Regions from separate parts of the Pan troglodytes genome. Here region 1 is linked to region 2. The links are chromatin contacts, called in public Hi-C maps. All regions are on one chromosome and are shown on one strand. The core of a region is the stretch at or near the end of the contact, and the rest is flanking DNA. Distances in the headings are between cores, read along the strand shown.

What was found. A called contact is a pair of places that touch in the nucleus more often than the background predicts.
Region 1: a Hi-C map of stem cell-derived neural progenitor cells shows a contact between it and region 2, with 4 times the contacts expected there. The contact joins the enhancer-like site here to the promoter of POLR3B in region 2. A contact is called at or near these places in 1 of 7 Hi-C or Micro-C datasets (stem cell-derived neural progenitor cells) and 1 of 1 datasets of contacts at active chromatin or transcription factors (stem cell-derived excitatory neurons).

Annotation. Positions count from the first base shown.
Region 1 is chr10:113,725,254-113,727,953 of NHGRI_mPanTro3-v2.0_pri, reverse strand. The region is part of intron 2 of LOC129136551 (a long non-coding RNA gene); the gene reads left to right. Among named protein-coding and RNA genes, the nearest start is that of TMEM263, 38 kb to the left of the region's middle. Within about 2 kb of position 1,298, at least 3 of the 24 cell types and tissues checked have an H3K27ac peak or open chromatin away from gene starts, as enhancers often do. A contact at or near this core is called in stem cell-derived neural progenitor cells, where this site is marked.
Region 2 is chr10:113,171,257-113,173,956 of NHGRI_mPanTro3-v2.0_pri, reverse strand. It overlaps POLR3B (RNA polymerase III subunit B), which reads right to left and starts at 1,274. Exons shown (of 28, transcript XM_001161567.8): 1 at 1,022-1,274. The coding sequence starts at 1,093.

The DNA of each region.
Region 1 (2,700 bases), core at 49-2,548, 550 kb before region 2:
TGTTTATATATGTATACTCTCTCCCACTCAGAAAGCACTTAGGGGCTGTAGGATGTTTGCATATTCAATGAAGTTTTTGTGTTTTGAATAATAGCCCCCTGATGTCTTTCAAAATACTTGAGGAAAGCTAAATCCATGCAGCCCTAGTTGGACTGCTAGATGGCAGTAGCAGCACATGCTGTTTTTAGACTCTAGTCAGTCAATCTCATAGAGAGGAAGGGACCTTCAGGAGGAGCTGGTCTATACCCTTTCATAGACGGGAAGGCTGAGGACCCCAAAGGGAAGGGCACCAACTAAGGCAAGGTAACTAGTTAGCCAAACAACCTACAATTGGCTGAATTATATACAGGTTGCTGACTTTTATGATTTAATATTTGCATGAAAAGTTTCTTTATGGATACACTCAAAAACTATTTTAAATGTTTTTGTGTAAAATTGTTTTGGAAAACAAAAAAAACAAAAAGAAAAAAAGCAAACAAAAGAATGGAAAATGAGGTTAAAAGTAAATCTCTCTCCCACCCCACCTTAGATCTCCTCCCTGGAGGAGGAACTTGCTACCAAGTTTTTGAATAACTATTCAGAGATATATTTAATTAAGTACACACACAGAACTGCATATGCATACACACACTTGGCTATGGTGCATTCATAATATCTAAACTCTGTGTGTGTGTGTGTGTGTGTGTGTGTGTGAGATCAGATGGATATAATGCATATATGAAATACAAAATAATATGAACAAAAGCATGAAAGCCGTGGCCCCAGGAAAATATCTCCTTCACCTTCCCAGCCTCCACTAAAAAAAAAGAAGAAGAAAAAGTCTATAAAATAGTTTCCAAACTCTGGAGTGGCTTTATTTTATTTTATTATTATTATTATTTTTTTTTTTTTTACCATTTCTCTGTTGATTTAACAGATCAAAACTCTGCCAGTGGCACCCATAGTATCAATCTTGGTAAATCCTGCCTTCTGAAGCTCTCCCTGCCATAATTAAATTACTGTAAATACAATTAGAAGGTCCCTCTAGGTGGTCTGTGTGACACCAACCCCAAAGGAATTGTCTTGAGATATTTGAACCAAAAGTAAAGAGCAAAGTGGTGGAATCCCCTTAATCTTTGGGGCCAGTTCTTTGAGGATTTGTGGCCATGAAATAACAGGCAGTAGGTTTTAGGCAGAGCAAGCGGCACTTTCAGGAGTTATTTTTCTCAACCATCACTGGCCTTTAGGGTCAGCATGGGGGATCCGGTCTCCACTGCCAGCTTCCTGCCCTCCTCCTCCGCACTGCCCAGTAATTTGCAAATTCTGCTTCCAATCTGGAATAGCACAGTCTAGGGTAGTTAGTACTTTGCATCTAACACTTTTGCATAGTGTTGGGAGCTCTTGCTATGTGGTCCACGTGTGTTACTCAACAAGCTTAAACTTTGCATAGCCCATGCTAAACTAATTTGCGTCAATTTGTCTACATCATGCCAACAATCGTCCTGAGAGTCCTGAATAGAACATACAAGGCTACTGATAAAGGCCCTCAGCACAGATGCCGCCAGCCATTCTGCGGGGCCCCACTGTTGCTAGTTCTTCACCATGGTTTCTTCATATCCTAGTGACAATGTTAGTTTTTCCACTGTGGAGTTAAAACTTTTTTTTTTTTTGGTAACAAAAGGCAGTGCCTATACAACTGGCACTCCAACTGATTTTTTTTTTTTTTTAAGAAAGACACGGCTGAATTCTAGTCCTGGTGTTTCCTAACAACTTTTTTTTTTTTTTTTGCAAGTTTCAGAGAAAGCAAGTGGAGTTAAATTTTTTAGAAAGTGTTTGTGCAACAGTGACAAGATGCTTGTCTAACTGTCATTATGTTGGACTAAAACTTTAAGCCTAAAAACTCATTACTTTTTATGGAAAGATCTATTTTTCTAAGTAAGAACATAATTAACATTTAGGACCAAAGATAGCAGAAGCAATACGAGAAAACCAAAGTAATTTGTGCTATATGAACTCTAGGAAATAATCTCCTATTTAGGAGAAATTTCTATTTATTTTCAAAGCCAGATCTGGAAATACATTGATCCTGACAGTTTAGAGAAAGCACTAGAAAGCCTGGGGAGCTAATTTAACTGAATCGCTATAGGAAATTGTCCAGGCTGGAGTGCGGTGGCACAATCATGGCTCATTGCAGCCTTGAACTCCTGGGATTGAGCGATCCTCCCACCTCAGCCTCCTGAGTAGCTAGGACTACAGGCACATCCCACAATGCCTGGATAATTTCTTAATTTTTTGTTGACCTGGCTGTTCTCAAACTCCTGGCCTCAAGCAATCCTTCTGTCTCGGTCTCCCAAAGTGCTGGGATTACAGGTATGAGTGACCACACCCAGCCCATTTTTCTAAGGATCTAAAAACCATCCTGAGAAAACTGATAAATGTCCAAATGTTTACATGTAAGCGTTATGCCTATATGTCTAGGTAGGAGGAACTAATTAAAATGTATTCAATTAAATGGGTTGGAGGAAGGGAGATGAAGCAAGGTTGGGTACATTGATGGGTACAAACATACAGTTAGATAGAAGGAATAAGTTATGTTTGCTAGTATAGTCGGGTGACTATAGTTAACAACAGCGTGTTGTATTTTTCAAAATAACTGTAAGAGGCTGGGCACGGTGGCTCATGCCTGTAATCCCAACACTTTAGGAGGCCAAAGTGGGAGAA
Region 2 (2,700 bases), core at 25-2,524:
CTGGTATTATAGGCCACCACGCCTAGCCAAGGAGGTTCTTATAATCCGATAGACTTACTGATCATGTCACTTTCCTGCTTAAACCCTTCAAAAGCTCTGCTCCAAGACAAAGTCCAATCTCTGTCAGATGTTTACTGAAACTTTTCATAATCAAGACCCTTACTTAACCCTGTCTTTTATCTCTTCTCCTCTATTTTTCTTCACTCTTAATACTACTGGATTTACTTTCCTTCCTCAAAAACATCCAATGGTCTTGCCGAGGAGGTTTCAAGTATCCTGTTCTCTCTCCCTGAAATCTCTCCTTTGCTATCTTCTCCGGCCACGTCTCCACTTCCCTATTCCACGTCAGTGTAGATTTTGAGGCTCAGAGAGGTTACAATATGTGCCTTATCAGATAACAAAATATGTCGACAGCCGCACTTCATTGGGCAGCTCGCTGTGGGGCAGCTGTCCTTAACTTCCGAGAAGCTGATGAAAGCTGTGGAGTCTCTCCCCCAGAAAACACACAGGCAAATTCTTTAGTAAATATTCAGGGCGTTTAAAATTCCCCTGCAACCCGAAGTGGAACTTCAGGTTAAAAGGAAAGATGACTAGCTTGGAATTCAGACGATCTGGTTTTACCCTCACAGCCGGCTGTGGTGCCTCATGCAAATGGCCTGAGCTCCCTGGCCCCCAGTGTCCTCTGTAAGACTGCAAACATGCAATACGTCCCCCACAGTAAGTGCGAGGGTCAGTCCTCCCCACGCACACCTATGCTGGAAGAGCTCCAACCCGAGAGCCAGCAGCGGGGCTTCTCGGCCCCCGCAGCGGCTGACAGCTCCTCTGGTATCAGCCTTCACTCGCGCACGCGGAGGCCGGCTCTGGAAAAAAGACTCGCACGCGCGACGCTCTGGGCATGCGCAGAAGCCCGGCGCATGCGCACAAACAGCCAGCCCGCCCCCTTGGCGGCCCGAGCACTCCGGGCAACGCCCCCTCAGGGCGCATCCTTGTTCCTGACGCTCCCTGCGTGCCTGGCACTGACCTCTACAGTCGGGATCGGCGCCGCCAGCTGCTCCGGAGTCAGGTTCCCAAACTCTTCCGCTAGCACGTCCATGCTGCTCACGAAGGAGGAAGAAACAGATAGAACCTCCGCGCCCGCCTTCCCTGCACCAAGCAAACTGCAAGACTCCCGGAGAACGGTGCGCGGAGGCCTAAACTGTCCCCGCCGTGCGTGTTAGCTAGAGACGCGGTAGAAAGGTTCCGCCTGCACCCTGCCCGAATCTGCGGTGGAACCCGGATGTGGCCGAGGCCTAGTAAGGAAAGTACGCCCTCTGGTGTAGCTCGGAGGTCTGGCGCAGGGAATCCTAAGCCCCAGCTGTCAGGTTTCTTGCCAATTCTCTGGTAATTGAGACCAGCAAAACATAGTGGTTGTCATTTTAAAAGTAATCCGAAGAAAAGTGTAAACGCATAATTTACGCAACTTGAACCACTGAGGCACAGAATTATTTAATGTAGTCCAAAATTCTATGCATTGTTTAGTATGGAAGAGCAGGAAACGTCCCAAATGCCTACTAATAGAAGATTGATTAAATAAATGATGGTACATGCGTGTAATGGAAGAGTGTTGAAAATTCTCAAAAGCACTCGATGGAAGATGTAGGAGTAAATACCCAGCGCATGGAGAAATTTAGTATGAAAAGATGACATTTACGTTAGTAGGGGAAGGATGGCCTGTCCAGTAAATAATATTTGAAAAGCTGATTACCCATTTGGGGAAAAAATACATGTAAGTGAATCTTTTGTGGGTTAAATATTGAAATGTTAACAAAAACTTAGAAGAAAATGTAAGTGCAGATATTCATAACATTGAGATGATGAAGACTTTCAAGACGGCAACAGTCAAATCATAAAGGATTTTATAATCTAAACACGATTTTATGATTCCACGGAAAATTTTTAATTTTCTGAACAGATTTTTTAAAATCACCAACAAATAGAATTAATAAAAAATAAATTGGCAGAAGACAAAGGGCTGGTCTCTCTAATTTAAAATGAGCTCATGCAAATCAACAGAAAGAGAAATCCTATTAGAAAAAACAAGGCAAAAATGCACCAATTAATGGGTACGGAGTTTCGGTTTGGGAAGATGCAAAAGTTCTGTAAATGGAGAATGGTGATGGTTGCACAACAGTGTGAATGTATTTAATGCTGCTGACCTGTACATCATTTTAAAGGGTTAAAATGCTAATTTTTATGTATATTTTACAACGATAAGAAAAGTTATGAAAATTTGTAAGTACATATATGCTTTCCAATTTCTCCCTCATAAAGGTAGAACCCTTGCACCAGGTTAATTATTCTTATTTACTAAAGAGCTACTTAAATTTCAGTACTTGTATTTTCTAAGTGTTGCACTGATATCTGAAATATGAGAAGAATGGAAAAAACACCAAAAGTAGAATCAACCCTGCCTTTGAAGTTCTTACAATTTACTTATTATAGAGACAAGATACAACTTGTGTCTCATCATTGTGCATTACCAGATTACAACCAATTTAGCATCTAGCCTAGAAGGGACTGTGAAAGTGATTTATAGATGGCAGAGGATCTCAAGGTTGGCTCAAGTGTGTTGGTTGTCTGTGCCAAAGTCTTCTTTGCTTTCCATTATCAAGGTGATTCTCCGACTTTAGGGTGTATCAGAATCACCTGGAGAGCTTGTTA